Linked DNA regions of Zea mays: all the other regions are linked to region 3. Evidence: chromatin contacts called from public Hi-C data. All regions are on one chromosome and are shown on one strand. The core of a region is the stretch at or near the end of the contact, and the rest is flanking DNA. Distances in the headings are between cores, read along the strand shown. Region 1 holds the start of LOC100284812 (GrpE-like). Region 2 holds the start of LOC103653755 (E3 ubiquitin-protein ligase MPSR1). Region 3 has its middle 39 kb from the start of LOC103653754.

Region 1 (3,615 bases), core at 11-2,510, 260 kb before region 3:
CCACCGGTGTGACTACCCTAATTTTCCAAGGTTTTCCAATAGTTTTACATAAAAATGCTTCCAAATTAGTGAAACTTCGGGCAGTCATTACTTACAAAAGTTCTATCCAATACTCGCTCTAATACTGATCAAACTTCAAAATGAAATTATGTTAGACTATAGTGAGTTCAAGTTATGAAGCCAACAAGCTTATATTGGAAATGAATGATAAGTTAGCATAACATGAATTAAGAATGTTTCCCAGCGAAAAAATAACTAGCATGAACAAGGCTATATAATTTAAGGTCCGTTTGGTAGAGATCCAGATTCTTGTAGAAACGTTTCAAGGCTATATAACCAGAACTGTCCTACATTGCGGAATCTCGATCCTCTTGAGGACCACCTAAAATCACCAATCATGGCTAACCACGATCTGTTTACCGGGCACTTAAGAAGGCAAAGCAGAAATCTTCGTACCAGAAAATGATTTACCAAACAACATATTGAAAAATTCTTAACTGGACATATTAAACAACCCAAGAATGAAGGTCCAGCTGCTCATTCCAAAATAACAGCACTTATGTATCCCCAGCCATATAATCAAAACATAGCGAAATGAAGCAGTAGCTTCAACACAAATTGTGTTCTACCTAATCCTTAACAAGGGCAAATAAATTGTCCTCAGAAGTTAATGCGAAGGCGCGAGGCAGTTGCACATCATTACCCTCACTAAACAGACAATACCTGGTGTTCACACTTCACAGAATGAACAATATGTTCATATTTTTCTGCTTCAAATTTACTAAACGCTAGGGATATCATGAATCTGACAGCTAAATACAAAGGAACGGCAGAGGCTACACGAACTACGGCCACCAGAACACACCACTCACCTGCGTCGCCGTCTGCGCGGCCTCGTCGGCCTCGGTGGCGCCCAGGCGCCGGAGCCGCCCCCCGGCGAGACAGAAGACGTGCGGAGTCGGCAGCGGCCACGCCCGGAGCGGTCGGACCGGCGCGCGCCGGGAGCAGGCCAGCCGCAGGCACCGCCCACGCGGCTCCCGTGCGGACGGGGGAGACGAGGGCGGGGGCGCGAGGGCCGCGGCCGTCCGAAGTAAGGCAGCCATGCGCGCGCGGTCACCGGTGGGGGTGGGGAGCGTGCGCGGAGAGGGAGGTTTTGTTGCGCTGAACTATCGGATGCGGCGGGAGAGGAGAACAGCGGGGCAGGCACGAGATAACTCTCGCCTTCAGATGGAACGGAATGGATGGATGGATTGGAAATTGGGGATGGCACTTTCCTTGCTTTTTCTGTTTTCTCGAGCACTCTTGGGGAGCGGCCCAAGGAACCCACGAGGCCACGACAATAATTTGGTTGTTTTCTATACAATTCTTAATATTTTCTTTCCTAATAATATAATTTACTTACTAAAATACATTTTTAGTGCTTAACTATTGAAACTTAAATTTTTAGTGGCCCAAACATTTTAAATAATGTAGTATTTTAATTTTTTTTGTCACTATTTTGACACACCTTGTTGGAGATGATCCCCGTGAGAGTGATGAATTCATCCACGATTTAAGCGACACGCACGAGGTCAAGTAATGTGATGGCACGTGGCCGCCGACGGGAGAGCCGCCGCGACGTGAGCGCCCTGTAGCCGCCAGGGACTCGGACATGATTCGTTTGGGGAATTTTCTTTCTCTATTTCTTTTCTGCCATACTCTCGAGTTCGATACAAGGTTATAGGTCCCCTACATGGGCCGACCCAAACCAAACTCGCGCACACACTTTGAGCCCAACATGGCTCCCTGCACGCACACCACGCACACACAGCTTCTTCAGTCCTCCAGCATCTCTTCTTCCGCCTCCTTGCTCTCCATGGCACTTCCTGCCGTGACATCTGCCCCCCCCTACAAGGCTTGCTTGGCCCCAAGCAAGAGCATCCGGATAGCGCTGACGCAGAACATTGTAATCTTCCCATGTGGTGGCATCAGCTGGAAGCAAACTCCACCGGATCAACACTTGTGGCACGACCCAATTCCCCTTCTTGACCAACCGACGATCCAGAATCTCCAAAGGCTGGACATTGCGACTACTCAAATCAGAGTAAGCTGGCAGAGTGGAAAAGACAGGAGTTTAATCTGGAATGAATGGTTTCAATTGTGAGACATGGAACACCGGATGCACTTGAGCCAACACCGGCAGCTCCAAATGGTAAGCCATTGCTCCCACACGCTCCATGATCTTGTAAGGTCCAAAGAACTTAAAAGCAAGCTTTGGACAAGGTCTACTGATCACTGACTGTTGCACATACGACTGTAGTTTGAGCAGCACCATATCGCCCACTTGAAACTGTCGATCAGTTCTAAGACGATCTGCTCTCTGTTTCATTCGATTTTGAGCTGCTGCCAGTTGCTCCCGTAACATGGCTGTAAACTGTGCCCTCTCAACTAGCACTTGTGCCACATCAGCTGCAGTATCGGAAGGGACAGTAGGTGCTGCTGCAAAGGGAGGGTCATACCCATACAAAACCTTGAATGGAGAACAAGCCAAAGATGTGTGATAAGAGGTATTGTACCAAAATTCCGCCAGTGGTAGCCAGGTCTTCCACTTAGTAGGCTGAGCATGAACCACACATCGCAAATACATCTCAACACATTGATTAACACGCTCACTTTGGTCGTCGGTCTGTGGATGGTATGCGATGCTCAAATTCAGCTTAGTGCCCAAGATCTTGAACAATTGAGTCCAAAAGGTACTTCTAAAGATTTTGTCCCGGTCACTGACGATAGACTTGGGAAGGCCATGCAACCGGACCACCTGATCCAAAATAACCTGCGCCACTTGGGAAGCAGTAAATGGATGTTGTAGGGCAATAAAATGTGCATACTTCGTGAAACGATCAACCACAACCAGGATAGTATCATACCCACTAGATTTTGGTAACTTCTCGATAAAATCCATAGTAATATCCTGCCAGGCACCTTGAGGAATGGGAAGGGGGTGCAGCAAACCAGCGGGGTGTACTCTTTCGCCTTTGGCCTGCTGGCAGATTTGGCATTGTTTCACAAAATCATCCACATCATATTCCATTCCCTTCCAAACAAACAACTTCTTGAGTCGATGATAAGTGACATGCATCCCGGAATGACCCCCAGCTGCGCTGTCATGAACCGCTGCCACTAATTTAGTGCGAAGGGCATAATTCTGACCCACCCAAATCAGACCTCCTTTCCTGATCACCCCTTGAGATAAAGAATAACCATGTTCATCTGGATTATGGACACATAGTCGAGCCCGGAGAGATTGAGCAGCAGGATCAGTCACATAGGAATTTGTAACTTCTTGGATCCAAAGTGGTTGAACCGCACTGACTGTTGTTAATGCCATCATAGCCCCCACCCGGGAAAGTGCATCGGCGACCTTGTTATCTTTACCCTGTTTGTAAACCACTTTAAACTACATACCCATCAGCTTGGACATCGCTTTCCACTGCAACTCGGAATGTAAATCTTGGCTCCCCAAGAAACTGAGAGCCTTGTGGTCGGTCCAAATTTCAAACTCACTCCGCTGTAAGTAATGGCGCCAACGATCTACAACCATGATCAAGGCAATGGATTCTTTCTCATATATTGACA
Region 2 (3,959 bases), core at 988-3,487, 290 kb before region 3:
ATAGTTTATCTTCTCCAAAGTATACCTTTTTGCTGGTTTTGAGTTGTTTCTGACTTAGAATCTAAATTGTCAATCCTATAGATCTGTTATCAAACACTTAGCAAACTAGTTAACTCAAATGATTGTGATGGCCATCAAGCACCAAAACAAATCTTGATGAATCAAACTTCATTTCCCTTTTACGGTCTATTTAGCATCCCTTATACGGTCTATTTAGCATAGTGCACTTGGCCATCTATAGTCGAAAGGCAATGAGGCGATTGGAAGTGAAATCGAGACATCAATATCCTTTATGGGTAGGCACCATGTGGAGTTGTTGTCGAGGTACTAGGTATTAAGTGTAGCCAAAGACGTTGAGGTGCTAATATGTTGAGGCGCTCTTAGACCTTAGGGGGTGTTTGAATATACTAGAGCTTATATTTAGGCCCTGTTTTAATCTCATGAGATAAACTTTAGCAGCTTTTTTAGCTACTTTTAGCCATTTGGTGATCTAAACAGGAGAGCTAATGGTGGTGTGATAAAAATTTAGCACATATTATCTCATAAGCTGCTCAAGGGGTGCTAAAAAGAGCTAAACGTGAGTCACGAAACCCCATTTTCCATCCATACCCTCTAACCCTATTCTCTCTCTCCACGTTAGGGGCATGAGTGTCTTTTTATTACAATGTGCTAGATTTTATTAGAGTAGTCCAAACATCCTAAGGAGCTAAACTTTAGCACTTAAATTTATATGACTAAAGTTTAGCAAGAAGCTAAAATTTATCCCGTGAGATTGAAACGGGGCCTTAGTTGGCTAAAAAAATGATAGCAGAATTAGCTAACTAACAAATAGCTAGCTAACTATTAGATAATTTGCTAAAATTGCTAATAGCTAAACTATTAGCTAGACTGTTTGAATGTCTTCAGCTAATTTTAACAGTTAACTATTATTTATAGTGCATTTAAACACTCACTTAATTTATTAGTCGCGGATTCAAACTTAAGACCACGTGACGTAGAAGATAAGACAAGTACGGATACAACCACGTGACGTAGGAGTCTAGGAGATAAGACAAGTACGGATACATAAGACAGTCAAGAGACTCAATATATAGAATACAGAATATACTTTAACATATATATCGATGGTAGTGTACTAGACATAATATCTAGACTATCAAATATACTATAACAGTACCGATAGACGGCCTTCCGTGCAGTAGAAATATTTCAGCCGCGCAACAAGCATCAAACTAATTAAACTAGCTCATGTTTCTTTTTTTCCTGAAAAGGCCTTAGACACTGATGTTCTTCTCCAAGTATGAACAAAAGTTGGGACACTGATGTTCTTCTCCAAGTCGAGTAAGGCGGAGAGGCCGTGAATTCCTGGCTACTGCGGTCGGCCGGGCACCGTCGAGGCGCCGTCGTCCTCCTCGTCGTACTCCGACACCGAGTCGTCGCAATAATCGTCCTCGTCCCAGCAGTCCTGCTTCTCCTCCGGCACCGGCGCCCGACAGTAGGGGCACGTCCGGTTCACGGCCGTCCAGCGGTCCATGCACCTGCGGTGGAACGTGTGGCCGCACAGCAGCTTCACGGACGTGGCTCCGCCGACCAGATACTCATTGTAGCATATGGCGCACTCCCCGACGACGGCGCCGGGCGGCAGCTCCTCGTGCTCGTGCTGGTGCTCGTCCACGACGATGCTCCCGAGCGCGCCCGCCTCCACGGTGATCGCCATCGCCTTGTAGAACGTGTTAACGGCGTTGGAGGCGGACAGGCGGAAGAACTCCTCCACGCTGAGAGCGCACTCCCGGGGCAGCCCCGCGGCCGCGACCATCGCCTCCACCCGCTGGATCTGGCTGACGAGGAGGAAGTCGCCGCTGCTGCACGTGAAGCGGCCCGTCGTCACCTGGGCGGCGACGGCTGCCGGGGCCTCGGCCTCTCTCTGCTGCAGCGGCAGGTTCTTGAGGAAGTCGACGGTGACCGGCGGCATGCGGTCCTTGCCCGGGGTGCAGTCGATGACGGCGCTGAGGCGGAGCGCCACGCCGGAGCACGGCAGCGCGGTCAGCCCGATCCTTAAGCAGGAGCTCCCGCCCGGGCCGTCGCCGTAGGTGTAGGTGTAGCGAGCAGCCATGGTGCGCCCGATCGATCGAGATTGGTAGTAATAGTATACGGGGTTGGGAAACAATTGTAAGGACGACATCCCATTACCATATAGTATTTTATAGACCAGCGGCCAGCCCAGCTAGTAGGAAATCTGCGTAGGCGTATCGATTCCCATCCGTAAGTCCGATCCAGGGATATACTTCCTTTTTTGTCAACAAAAAATCGAAATTAGTAGTATTTGTATACTCCGTATATCCGTAAGCCCGATCCGTGTATTTGTGTACTTCCGATATTTTTTATCAACAAAAAATCGAAGTTAGTAGTATATATTTGGTAAGCAATATATACTTCCTTTTTTGAGGGAACACGTATACTAGCTACAGTTGTTTGGCGCGGCAAGTTATCTGTACATTCCATATATACTACTGAAAGATCGTATCGATAATTTAAGCATGCTAAGAGCATCTCCAACAATGTGACCTATAAAAATGCCCTATAATTTGAAAATAAGTATATTTTATAGAATTTAGGGCACCAACAAAACACCCCGCTCCAACAGTAAAGCCTCAAATCTAGATTATAGGACAGCTCACTACGGTGTAGTATATTTGAATCACTTGAGAGGGTGCCCTATAGTTTTTTGACAAAATTTTATAAAATTGGGCACTGTTGGAGTAGTTTTTCCTGTGTAGAGCTCCATATTTCAATTTAAGACACTAGTTTGAGGCATTGTTGGAGATGCTCTAATGGCTTCACAAGGGAAAAAACACAAAATAAAATGTTATAGATCGGAGCTACAGTTTTCAATAAATTTGCATCTCTATCCAACTTGTATGGAAAAACAGTGCTATCACTAATATGGAAAGCCGTGACGCTTAATATTTGTTGAATGTTTGTATCAACCTTTTTAAGCATCTGAAGGGATTTAAGTGAAAAAGCTCAGAACTACAAAATTATAGATTTATTATGAGCTACAGTTTTAAAGCATGGTTAATGTATAGGGATAATTGTTAGATAACCAAATTTTAGTTCAAAGAATTGTTTGGATCTCTCATTTATAAACTTTCGACCTCTAAAATGTACAGCAAAATTACTCTTATACTTTAGTCCACCTCATATTAGAGGTTTAGAGCTCAAAAGTGAGCTAAACTATTCTAAAGGCGATGAGCTCTGAAGTTTAGAGGATGAAATCAAAACTTGCAAGACTAACTGGGCTAAGTTTTTTTTTTTTTGCCAAAACATTCAACTAGTTGTTAGAAAACTAACTTGCAAAACTCATGTACTTTGGACTAAGCCCCAGCTAATAACTACTACTAATTGATCCAACGAAGACTCTTACTTATTTTCATCCGATTTCGTATAAAAATGATTCTTTTGAGGTTAGAAGGTGGATTCGTCATGCCGGTACTCGGGCGATGCAAAATAACCCCCCCCCCCCTCCTCGGCCACCTAGTTTAATAACCGTGCCTGGCCAGCCTATGACCTACTGGGCCTAAGGAGCGTTTAAATGACAAAAACATATTAAAAATATACATGTACAAGGGTTTAAACCATAGCTTTTATCTCTAAACATTTATTTATATCTAGATAACCAATAAAAACATATGTTTTTTTATATTTTATACTCTATATTCAAGTATAGCATATATTTGTATGAAAAAGATGGAAAAAAATAAAAAGGGACCATGCCAGGTCTAGCTCGAAGTGCCACGCCTTAGATCTAGGCACGGCCCGATGATCGAGGCAGGCTGGCACAGTCCTGATTCGCTACATGTCGTGACAGGCCAAACCAAGGCGGGGGTTTGGGCCGCCCGGCAAGCTCAGCCCTGTGCACACCAGCGCTAGAGGTTGAACACTTAGCCTAGTGAGATTTC
Region 3 (3,806 bases), core at 120-2,619:
TTTCGCAAGATCTATGTGATTAAACAATTAATACTAGATATTAGATTGATTTTATAAATCATGTGAGAAAGATAATATAAAGTAATAGTTAATTCAACTTTAGTCTAAATTATTACTTGATTAGATACTATATTTTAGTCAGATTCTAATTACAGGATCAGAATATCATATTGCCCGCATTAGAACCTCTAACCCCATATAGATTAAATAAATTAGATAATTATTGTTACATAAAAAAAATAGGGTAGTTAACGTGTAGGCAATATCGTTATGAAGCTAACGCGACGGGAACAAATCAGAACGGATATAAAATGAAAAAGTTATGAACCAAATAAGTTTTGGGGTGATTTATTATTAATCTTTCATACTGAAAATAACTTTGAGGGATGGTTTTATAAAAACCAGGGACCTAGGTGTAAGATATTATTACAGGAGGGGCGATAGGTTTATTTTATACTTCATCGAGGGTTTTTTTTGCACTTATCTCGGTACGAAGGGGTATCGAGCACCTTGAGCCGCCCGATCTAATCCAAACAGCCCAGATTAGATCCACGAGATTATGAACCGGTATACCCATGTTGGCCATAGGATAGGAAATCAATGGATCGAAAGCCAACACGACCCCGATCAATCCCGACCCTCGGATTATCGATCAACTGTTGAGATTTAAAACACAAATTGAGTACGCTACTTTTAATCCTGACCATGCTTCCACTGATCGACAACTGCTGCCATTCCTTCTTCCTCCTCTCTGCTACCCGACAGGCGGCGCTGGTTTCCTCCGTGGCGATGCCCAAGCAGGAGCGATGGGCACCTCACCGGAGAACATGAATTATGTGACCCGGTCACCTAAATCCAAATCTAACAGACGCTACTCGAAGTAAGGAAGACAACAAATATCAGGGCCATTATCTCACCAGCAATTAAGGTCATGGCCGTGCAGACCACGAGAAGGGCAACTCGGCGGCGATGATGGAGCTCCGATGAGAGATCTCCCATACTCCGATCAACTATTCCACACTACAAATCCTCGTACGCGGGTGGCGTGCACCGACGACTTCTCCCATGCACGTGATTGGAGGTAGGCAGCCTGGAGCATGAAGGTCAACCGCGGTGGCCTCCTCTCCCTCTCATCTGGATGCTAAAGTGAGGCAGGCGTCGACGGTCGAGGAGGGATGTGTGAAGATGCCGATATATATGGTTGCGGAAAGGATCCCGAATCGACTAACAAACCTCGGTCAGGTTTGCTACGATCCCAACAACCCTCGGTTGTTGCCCGCGCCGGACGTAGTGAATGCGAGGGGCAGGGGACGCGAGGTCTGATACCAGGGCCCACTCGGTAGCGGGGGAAAGTTTCCTCCCCACATGCGTGTTGTGATGCTGCGAAAGGGCCCCACCTGTAGGTGCTTAAATTGAGTTGGGCCAGTGGTGCAAACGGGTAAGTGGACCGACAAAGTGAGTTAAACTGGACCGACCGAGAAACTTGGCCCACGAGTAGGTTTGCCCCTTTTTGTTTTCCTTTTTATTTATTTTTTCTAGTTCTGATTTCTATTTCCTTTCCTATTTGAATATTCAAATTCAAATCAAATTTTGGAGATCAAATTTAAGTTTAAATGCACATCCAAAATTCCAGCACGAGGTGCAATAATATTTTATCTGTTTATTATTTTTAAAAACAAATGTTTTTAAACATGAGATTCATACGCTCAAAATAGTTATTTTAAAAATAATAATTCTTTTATAAAAAGATGCTTTAACTTAAATTTTAGTTTCTAAATTTGGATCTAAGTTTTAAACTATCAAACTTTTAATTTCACCTAATTGTTTTAGGAAAGGTCACTTTCGGGGTTTAATTCCCCATCAGATGACACTTCAATTTTGTTTATTTTTGGGAAAAATTATTTAACCCAAAATCAAGATTTTTGGAGTGTTACAAGGAATATGGTGACCAGTTAAGATAAGAAGGACAACTCATTATTATTGGTGACATACTATATTTAATAAGGGCACGACTGGAAAGTAGACTACTAATAAATCAGTCCTTAGTGTGCGTAATCATGTCCAAAACGACTTGTTTTTCTGGAACTACCACACAATCTATTCAAATTTATTAGCGCTGGTACTCGAGTGTGAATCATTATTATTGTCATTTATGTTACATTTCATGAATCAAACAACACCAAAATAGGAATTGGTCGGTTCTAAAAATAAGAACAAGCAAATTCGGTTTTGATTATTTTCGTTCAGTTTCGACCGCTTATATCTCGTAAATGTTTGTTACAACGGATCTTGTGTGTATAAGATAACCTTTCACTCGTCCTAATCGTTTTCTTGACATGGGACTCTGGGTATCCGAGTCCGAGTTGCTAAGGGAGTCCAAATCCGAAGTAGAGCCGAGTTGGGTTCTGTAGGCTCATTTATTGAACATCCGAGCGTCTGATGGTACCCTATGGTATATATCCTTCACACTAGCCTCGAATTTTATCTGGCAAAGTCGTCTTTTTCAGGTAGGTGAAATTCTTCTTCTTTTCTTCGTAAGTAATAATCATGAACTTTGGTGCATCATATGGATGTTGCCTCCGAGGCTAACTTTAGCAAAATCTCAGATTCAAATAAGTTAGCCTCTTGCCAATTGTGACTTATTTGTCAAATTTTAGATAACCGACCCTCCCGATCTTCGAGCTCAGCCCCAAAGTCCTCAGGCTTGGTTCTCATTCTTGTTTAGTCGGCATGATGATCACCACATCAGTGTTTCAAGTTTTATGCTCCAAATTTCACCATCTGTTGCCATCATGCTTTTCAGATAAAGAGATGTATAATATATATAGTATAACTGCTTTGGTCAATTATGTTGCCATGTGTTAATGCCTATCTAGGCGCCAAACACCGGGGTGTACCGCCCGCGGTGCCCTCTGCTGCGGCACACGGGCGGTCCACGGCTCTAGGCCGGACGGTCCATGACCTGGGCGCAGGAGCGGTTCCTTCACTGTGTCGTTCCGGACGGTCCGTGCTCTGGGCCAGACGGTGCACGATGGTGCAGGGTCGTCTTCCTCCTCATTGTGACATAGATCTCGCCCTCTACGAGAGAGATCTTAGGGTGCTCTAGGTCGACATGTCACACTGGATGTCCCTAGACGACGTAGAGTCAACTAGGGCACTCGATTCACGCCGAGTATCAGATCTTGAATTAAGAAATCAAGTCGAGGAAGAGATCTTGAGTGAAATGGATCTTTCCCCTAGGGAGAGGTAAGATCCTTAGGTCGTCTTGGGGTCGGCAGACCACCCAAGACAGATCTAGACGACATAGAGTCGAATAGAGATGGATGTGGACATGTGGAAAGCAACAACTAGACTATGCTATATCTACTCCTAGGGCATGAATGATAAAGAAAGTAATTGGTTCGATTGAAAAGTGTTCGGGGGTTTTCAATCGGTCGTACCCCTTCATATATATAGGGGTGGCTTGGACCCGTTCCTAGGCGGTAGCCAACAGATCCCACGTGATTAGATAGATAACCACACATGAGATAAGAATAATCGCCTGAGTCAATCTGATCATGGGGGCGCGGACCGTCCGGGCTATAGGGCCGGGCTGCCCACCACTTTTGATGTTCAACACATACCTTTGTCTTTTGGTGGAGCTTGGCGAACCAAAAGAACTAGCGCACTTTAGAAACAATAGATCTCATGAGTTATTTTGTTCCTAAAGTAAGGACCCAGCTCGATGCAAGTCACCGTCTTTTGTGTTCAAATAATATAAATATTTGATGGAACTTTGATGCATAGAGGCCATTTTAGATTGTATC

The links. A called contact is a pair of places that touch in the nucleus more often than the background predicts.
Region 1: a contact with region 3 is called in a Hi-C map of tassel, with 2.5 times the contacts expected there. The contact joins the promoter of LOC100284812 here to the enhancer-like site in region 3. A contact is called at or near these places in 2 of 25 Hi-C or Micro-C datasets (ear and tassel).
Region 2: a Hi-C map of tassel shows a contact between it and region 3, with 3 times the contacts expected there. The contact joins the promoter of LOC103653755 here to the enhancer-like site in region 3. A contact is called at or near these places in 2 of 25 Hi-C or Micro-C datasets (leaf and tassel).

What each region holds. Positions count from the first base shown.
Region 1 is chr4:142,023,067-142,026,681 of Zm-B73-REFERENCE-NAM-5.0, reverse strand. LOC100284812 (GrpE-like) reads right to left here and starts at 1,260. Exons shown (of 3, transcript NM_001157707.2): 1 at 873-1,260. The coding sequence starts at 1,103.
Region 2 is chr4:142,052,555-142,056,513 of Zm-B73-REFERENCE-NAM-5.0, reverse strand. It overlaps LOC103653755 (E3 ubiquitin-protein ligase MPSR1), which reads right to left and starts at 2,237. Exons shown (of 1, transcript XM_008680569.3): 1 at 1,090-2,237. The coding sequence starts at 2,182. The coding sequence ends at 1,370.
Region 3 is chr4:141,758,319-141,762,124 of Zm-B73-REFERENCE-NAM-5.0, reverse strand. No RefSeq gene overlaps it. Among protein-coding and RNA genes, the nearest start is that of LOC103653754, 39 kb to the left of the region's middle. Within about 2 kb of position 1,369, at least 17 of the 20 cell types and tissues checked have an H3K27ac peak or open chromatin away from gene starts, as enhancers often do. A contact at or near this core is called in ear, leaf and tassel, where this site is marked.